2 separate regions of the Ovis aries genome follow, and region 1 is linked to region 2. Evidence: chromatin contacts called from public Hi-C data. All regions are on one chromosome and are shown on one strand. The core of a region is the stretch at or near the end of the contact, and the rest is flanking DNA. Distances in the headings are between cores, read along the strand shown. Region 1 overlaps REV3L (REV3 like, DNA directed polymerase zeta catalytic subunit). Region 2 overlaps FYN (FYN proto-oncogene, Src family tyrosine kinase).

Region 1 (3,735 bases), core at 824-3,323, 300 kb after region 2:
TCTTGAACAAGTTGCTTATCTCTCTCAACTTTAATTTCCTCATCTGTAAAATGGGTAATAGGTATTAGAATTAAGTGCGATAAACCACATAAAACTCTTAGCCTGGTCAGTACTTAAATATTAACTCTGTAAAATACAGTGCTAGGTGCTGAATATAAAACTGAATTAAATACAGATGCTAGTCTCAAAGAGGTTTATCATCTTTATTTTTTCATTCTTAATACTTACTTCCTCAGGTGGCAAATATGTAAAGTCATGTAAAGTGCTATTAAACAAGTAAAACCAGATCCACTATATTCTTGTCGCAGACATTTGTTATCTTTCTCTATTTCCTTGAACTATTACTTACACATTTCCCTAGCCTCCCTAACTTAAACAGTTTGAGTCCTACCTTTTTCTTTTCCCTAGTCCATGCATTAGTTCCTCCTATCTATTTAACCTCAGAATTAGTTTTCAAGGTCATTCCTTCTCCTCTCCCAATGCTCACTGCCACTCCCCAAGTTAGAGCTCTTTCACCTCTCATCTGTACAGGTGTTAGTGTTATCTACAATATAAGTTGTGAAGCAACTTTTTTCTGCCTAAGCAAATAAAATCCTTTTCATATTTCTGGTGCTTCCATTTTCTCCACAATTTTGTTCTTCACTACTAATTGCATTTACTCAACCTTGTTCTTTGTGTAACTTTCAGAAACCTGGTAGAGTGAGTAAAATTTATAAAAATTAAAGAACAAGTCAGTAAGGTTTTGTTACTGTCACCAAAATTTTCTCAGAAGAAATACGGAATCCTTGGAACTTTGAACTTGAAACAGATATCTTATCAGCTTTGAGAGTCTTGTAAGACCGAACAACCTTTGGGTCAAAACATAAATATACATGATAGATCTGAAAATGTTGAAATGACACAGGTTTTCTAAAAGAACCAAATCTTCAATAAATCTATTAAGAGAAGCATTAAGGGTAACTTTTTGTTTTTTTCAGCAGTCATCTCTGAGCAATAGTAGTTTACAAGAGACACTTGTTAATTGAGAAAAAATTTTCATAGCTATTAAAAAATAAGTATATTTAGTCAAATCTATTAACCATTTACCACAACAGAGCAAGTTGCTGATTGGAAAGATGATTCTTACAATAATAAGATGTTACATGAGTCAAAGAAATTCAGATGAAGAAATTGGAAGAACTGTGTAACAGTTATAACAGAAGAGCTCTGTAATAATTTGGCATCCTCTTCATGCTTAGAGATGTATATGATAGGTACTCCAGCAACCTTCCAAAGTCTTCTCTTAAGTTCAGAATGCTTGTCGTCGTCTAGTCGCCAAGTCGTGTCTGACTCTTTGCAACCCCATGGACTGCAGCATGCCAGCCTTCCCTGTCCTTGATTGTCTCCCAGAGTTTGCTCAGATTCATGTCCACTGAGTCTGTGATGCTATCTAACCATCTCATCCTCTGCCATCCCCTTCTCCTATTGCCTTCAGTCTTTCCCAGCATCAGGGTTTTTTCCAATGAGTCGGCTCTTCACGTCAAGTAGCCAAAGTATTGGAGCTTCAGCAACAGCCCTTACAGTGAATGTTTAGGGTTGATGTCCTTTAGGATTGACTGGTTTGATCTCCAATAGTATGAAAATGAAAGTTCAGAGTTAACTGTCACCAAATTGCAATGCCTGTTCTAAATGAGAAGTGTTAAAGCTATCAGCTGTGGGTTCTTTTGTGTGTGTATGGGAATCCTTCACATCTCCTATCCTTGATGATCTTTAGAGACGCTTGACACTTCTGCCCAAGTTTTTCAAGTTTAGACATTACGTGATTTTATAGGAAGATACACTCATCATACAGCTAGTTCATCTTTGCTCTGAGAAGAGATTGACGTTAATGGAAGAGTTGATGAAGTTGGTATCAACAAAAAGATGTGTTAAGATACTGGATATTACTTTAGAAGACTAATGAGCAGGAATGGTTTGGGGACTTTTTTTAAAGGTTCTAGGACCTTTCTGGACTTCCTTTTAAAGAATCAGTCTACACTTAACCTCTGATCTCTGAGCCTGAGTCTTAGCCACATTGTTGCATAATGCTTTGCTTTCTTTAGCTTCTCCACACTTATGTTGTAATCCCACTCTTTGTTCCAGAATTACCAGCCACATTGCACTTTCTACCAAGAAAACACTTTTATAGGTTGGGGAAAAGATCCATTTGGCTGTTGTATTAAATTAATAAGTTTTATTAAGTGGTTTTCTCAGAAATTTCTGTCCTTTTTATATAGAGGAAAGCGTATGTTATCTTTTTCTCCTAACAAGTTTGAAGGCTACTTTGTAAGTTGTAGTGTAATAATGGATCAAAAGCAGATCACCAGATATTGAAATTTACATTAGGGAATGTATTTTATAGGGCCATTAATGAATAGGAAAATGAAAAGAATATTATTGCAGAGGTTCAAACCTAGTTCAACGTCAGCCACTAAATCCTTCAGGATTAAAAATAAGGAGACATATTTGTGATACTCTTATTTTTGTTGTCAAAGTACAAACTAAGGTAATTAAATACCCTTTTAATGAAAATGGCTATGGAAGAATGACAGAATATTAGAAAATGGTTCTAAACATAGATCTGATCTGTCCATGATGCATTGAAGTACCATAGATCTGATCTGTGCCACAATTGCAGAGTAGCCAAATACTGCTTACATTAGTAGACTGAGATAGTCTTATACTACAGACGCTGGATGATACTTGAATGTTAAGTGATATAATCTGGGCAGGTTGGTCATTCCATAATTCAGAATGACTTTGAAGGCAGTTACGTGAAACCCAACTTCACAGATTTTTGTGATCTTTCACTCTGCTTGTTGGCTTTTATAAATACAACAGTCAGGGGCTTCCCTGATAGCTCAGCTGGTAAAGAATCTGCCTGCAATGCAGGAGACGCCAGTTTGATACTTGTGTTGGAAAGTTCCCCTGGAGAAGGGGTATGCTACCCACTCCAGTATTCTTGGGCTTCACTGGTGGCTCAAACAATAAAGAATCCGCCTGCAGTTCAGGAGACCTGGGTTCAGTCCCTGGGTTGGGAAGATCCCCTGGAGGATGGCATGGCAACCCACTCCAGTATTCTTGCCTGGAGAATCCCCATGGACAGAGGAGCCTAGCGGGCTGCAGTCCATGGGGTCTCGAAGAGTCAGACATGACTGACTGACTAAGCACAGCACAGCACAACAATCAAAGTAATTTAGAGCTTCTGATTTGATAGCACTGCAGTATTTTTTGCTCAGAAGTTTTTGTTCTCCACTTAAGACTGTAGTCAGTTCTTGTCTTGCCCACACAGTTTTCCTATGAAAGTAAATCTTCATGCTATTTTTTTGTGTTCTATAATCAAACTTTTTTTTGTGGTGGTCACTGTGAAATTCCTCAGAAGTACAAAGTGGCTCCTTCTGAGTTAGACGCAGATTGTCAGTTCAGTCTACCAGTACAACCGTGTGACCACAGCAAGCATGTTTTTTGCCTAGTTTTTGCTGTTTAGCTTCCCCACATTAGTCTCACCCCTATTAATATTTCATTCTTCCATTAAACTAGTCACCTTCCTCTTAAGTTTAGAGGCAAACTTGTAGTTGTCGAGGCCTTTCTTTATGTGAGGACAAAGTCTTTACTAAAATTGGATGGAAAAGGAAGAAGTTTCCATTTTTTCTCAGCGTTACAACTGTTTAAGGACAGTAGAGCATAGAGGGTAGAAAGTGACAACAGAAGGACCTG
Region 2 (3,552 bases), core at 483-2,982:
TCGCCTTCTTTTCTAATTCTTTCATTTCTTGCCAGTTTTTCCCTCCTTTTATCCTTCTTGGCAGTCTCAAGCGATGAGGGGAAAAAATGCTAAACTAAGACCCTGCCACTACAGATACTGTCGGCCACTACAGATACTGTCGGCTAAATTACATGTCGGTCAGACAGCTCGGCTATTTGAATTTCCCCAACATGTGGCAGTTCTTGTCTTGGAGCCAAAGGCCGACACTTTGAGCATGCCCATTCATCACACACATGCACATGTGCATATGCACACACTTACACGCACACACACACAGTGCAGGGCCAGATGGTATGCCGTATCACTAATCAAAGGCACGTGGGCAGCTTTGATTGGCGCTGCAGTCCAGAGAGGACTCTGGGCACGATTTTAGTCAGGATGAGCTGAGAGGGTCTGAAGTGCCCCCGGGTCTGAGACCTGGCCCTAAATGAGAGAGTTTACCCCGAGGCAAACCTGTCAGATCCCAGCTCACAGACCCAGAAGGAGAGGCGAGCGGGTGAAGGTTGAGAGACATGAGTCTTTGGTTTAGGAAGGAGTGAGTCGCGTCAGCATGCTTCTGTGTGTGAGTGTTTTGGGGCTGGAGGGAGCAGTTCAGGATTTGTTTCTCCCATTCCCCCAGGCTCTGGACTGTCTGGAATTTGTCATTAGCACACTTGAGTCATCAATAAATGAGAACGTTGGCAGGGCCTGAAGCCCGAGCGTGCTGGCAGGGGTGCTGTTGACAGGGCTGGGTGTTTAGTTCATGGGGTGAGATGCCCAGGCTGTGCCCCTGGGTGATTGGCGTCTGGGGGAAGGCACGTCAGGAGCCCTCGCTGCAGTCCCCTCAAAGTGTGCTGCTGCTGTGGAGCAGGGCTGTGCGGCTGCCCTGAACCCCAGCCCTCCTGTCCTGCCTTCCTCCCGATTGTCTTTCTGGTGGTGTCCTCTCCAGCTCCATCACCTTCCCAGATGTTGTCCTGATGCCCTTCAGAGGGCCAGCTTCACACCCTTAATTTCCAAATAGAATATTCCACCCTTCCCTCTTCCAATTCTTTTTTCTTCTCTCTTCCCTTTTACAAGTATCTTCTGTGTGCTAAGTTGCTTCAGTCATGTCCAACTCTTTGCAACCCTATGGACTAGAGAATTAAACTGGGGAGGAAAAAACAAAGACTGAGGCCCTGGGACTGGCCAGGAGAATAAAAGAAATATTGCAACAGAGGACAAAGAAGGAGCAGGGGTGTTTATAGGAAACCTACCCAGTGCCAGGTCCAAGCGGGCAAATGTGAGGAGTGGAGTGGGAAAGATAGATACAGGCTCAGAGAGGCTGAGTAACAGACAAAGCCACACAGCTAGTCAAGGGGCAGAGTCAGCATTTGGATTCAGGCATGGCTGGTCCTGTTGCATCTACCCTTTTATGCTATGCTGACTGTCTCTCATCAGGACAGTGATTGAAAGAAGAGAAAAATTTAAAAATTGAGAGGATTAGTCATAAGCTCCTTTTCCCCTTTATTTTATAGAAGCACTTTTAAGAGGCAGCTTCTAAAGTGCATATGAGGGGAGTTGGAAGACCTTCATCTGCTAGCTCCAGGTCAGCCCAGCTGTTTACAGAACACCTCCAGGGGTCTGCCCTGTGCCCAGGCCGCTTTACGAGGCAGGAAGGGCCCAGTGTGTATCCACTGGCGTGCTCTGCAGATGGCATGCATGCTTCATGCTGAAGTTTCTGCAGGGAATTAGTCAGTGCTTCCAGACAGCTGCTCCGTGTGCCTGAAAATATTTATAAGCCCGGTTTTATGTTCCCCACAGGCCTCAGCCAGGCCGCATCTTGTTTATGGAAGTGTGGGCAGTGTTGAGAAGTGTGTGCCGATCACAGGTATTTTCAGACTGTGGGTAACTGTTGTTTCTCAACACAGTGGTGAGGTTCCCATCTAAGGGCTCGCTGAAATGTCTCTCCCTCCTCCTATCTGGTGGATGAGCTGGCATTTCCCCAGGCACCTGCAGAATGGGATTTGGGACCTGGGTTAAACAGCTGCTCCTGAGTTCCTTTGTCTTCCCCTCCCTGCCCCACTGGATTGTAAGCGGCAGCCCCGTATCAGGGAGAAGGTCAAGACCAGGCCCAGAGTTGGTGATGGTGGTCCTCTGCCAGTAGCATTCTGGAGGCAACTAGCAATCATTTGGTATCATTCATTTTCTTACCTCTGCATGTCCCCCAGTGACAGCAGTTAGGTCTTCTGTCCAATCTGGATCTCCAGGTAATGGCAACCGTCATTATTTGAGTGCCCTTCAAAGTGAAGGGGCTTTGATAGGAGCTCCTGAGCGAAAGAAGCCAAAGACTAAACCGGGGCAAGCTGCCAGCATGGAGTCAGATGAGATCTGAAACCCACCCCATCGCCCACCAGCTCTGGGGCCTTGGGCACATTACCTAACTTTTCCACACCTTTGCTTGCTTGTCTGTAAAGTGGAAACATATTTTCCCTGTTTTGTGCTTTTGTTTTTGCAAAGATTAAGTGAAACAGCACATGTAAATTGTTTAGCACAGTACCTGGCATGTAGCAACTGGTAAACAAAAAGGACTCTTGTTATTCTGTCTGGACAAGACTAAGTTCTTGAGGAATAAACAAATTCCAGATTGGCCAGAGACACGTGGAAAGGCCCAGCCACCATCCGGGAAAGGGAGAGAAGGATCAGAGCTAATTCCCTGTGGTCAGATATGAGTGGTCATGACGATGCAGTTGCCAGCAACAGGCGTGAGTGAGTCAGGAAGGTTTTCTTTTCCAAGAACAAGGGTGAGTTTGGTTTGGTTTGGGATTTGTTGAGCTTAAGGTAGTTGTGGCCGAGTTTGATGTCCAAGCCCAGAGAGGTCAGTGGGGGTGCCCTCACCCGGTCCCATGGCCACGGGTCCTCACCTCTGAGGACTCCTCCCCACATCACCACCCCTCAGCCAACCATGGCCTCTCACCCCCATGCTGCCTGCACCCTCCCTTGAGGTCTGATCACAGCCCCTCCTGCCACCAGTTCCCCAGAGGTCCCACACAGACAGACCATGCGAGAATTCTTGAAAAAAAGTTTCTTCCTGAGCTTTTAGGAAGCTCGGTGCTGACGAATACTGATTTAAACCTAACAAGCTCAGATAGACATAGCTTACGTATCAGAATGATTTGCTTTTGTGGACACATTTTTTTTATTGAGTCATAATATATGTACAATAAAATGAATAGGTCTGAAGTATACAACTCAGGGAATTTTTACATATGGGGATGCCCTTGAAATTACCCACAGATGAGGATAACAAACACTGCCAGCCCCCTAAAGACCTCCTCATCCCCTTCTAGACAGTCAGCACTCCCAAAAGTAGACCCTGTTTTACTTCTGCCGCCAGAGATTCCTTTTCCCTGTAACTGATCTTCATATAAACAAATCATTCAGTACCAGTCTTTTGTGTCTGGTTTCTTCTGCGTCATTGTGAGATTCATCCATGTTGCTGCGTAAAACAGTAGGTCCTTCCTTTTCTTTGCTGAGTCGTAGTCCATTTACAGATAGGTCCATGTATCCATTCTC

Evidence for each region. A called contact is a pair of places that touch in the nucleus more often than the background predicts.
Region 1: a contact with region 2 is called in a Hi-C map of tail adipose tissue, with 3 times the contacts expected there. The contact joins two enhancer-like sites. A contact is called at or near these places in 4 of 16 Hi-C or Micro-C datasets (hypothalamus, muscle, skin fibroblasts and 1 more).

The regions. Positions count from the first base shown.
Region 1 is chr8:26,366,983-26,370,717 of ARS-UI_Ramb_v3.0, forward strand. The region is part of intron 18 of REV3L (REV3 like, DNA directed polymerase zeta catalytic subunit); the gene reads left to right. Among named protein-coding and RNA genes, the nearest start is that of MFSD4B, 99 kb to the right of the region's middle. Within about 2 kb of position 2,074, at least 4 of the 54 cell types and tissues checked have an H3K27ac peak or open chromatin away from gene starts, as enhancers often do. A contact at or near this core is called in tail adipose tissue, where this site is marked.
Region 2 is chr8:26,066,274-26,069,825 of ARS-UI_Ramb_v3.0, forward strand. The region is part of intron 12 of FYN (FYN proto-oncogene, Src family tyrosine kinase); the gene reads left to right. Among named protein-coding and RNA genes, the nearest start is that of TRAF3IP2, 68 kb to the right of the region's middle. Within about 2 kb of position 1,733, at least 10 of the 54 cell types and tissues checked have an H3K27ac peak or open chromatin away from gene starts, as enhancers often do. A contact at or near this core is called in tail adipose tissue, where this site is marked.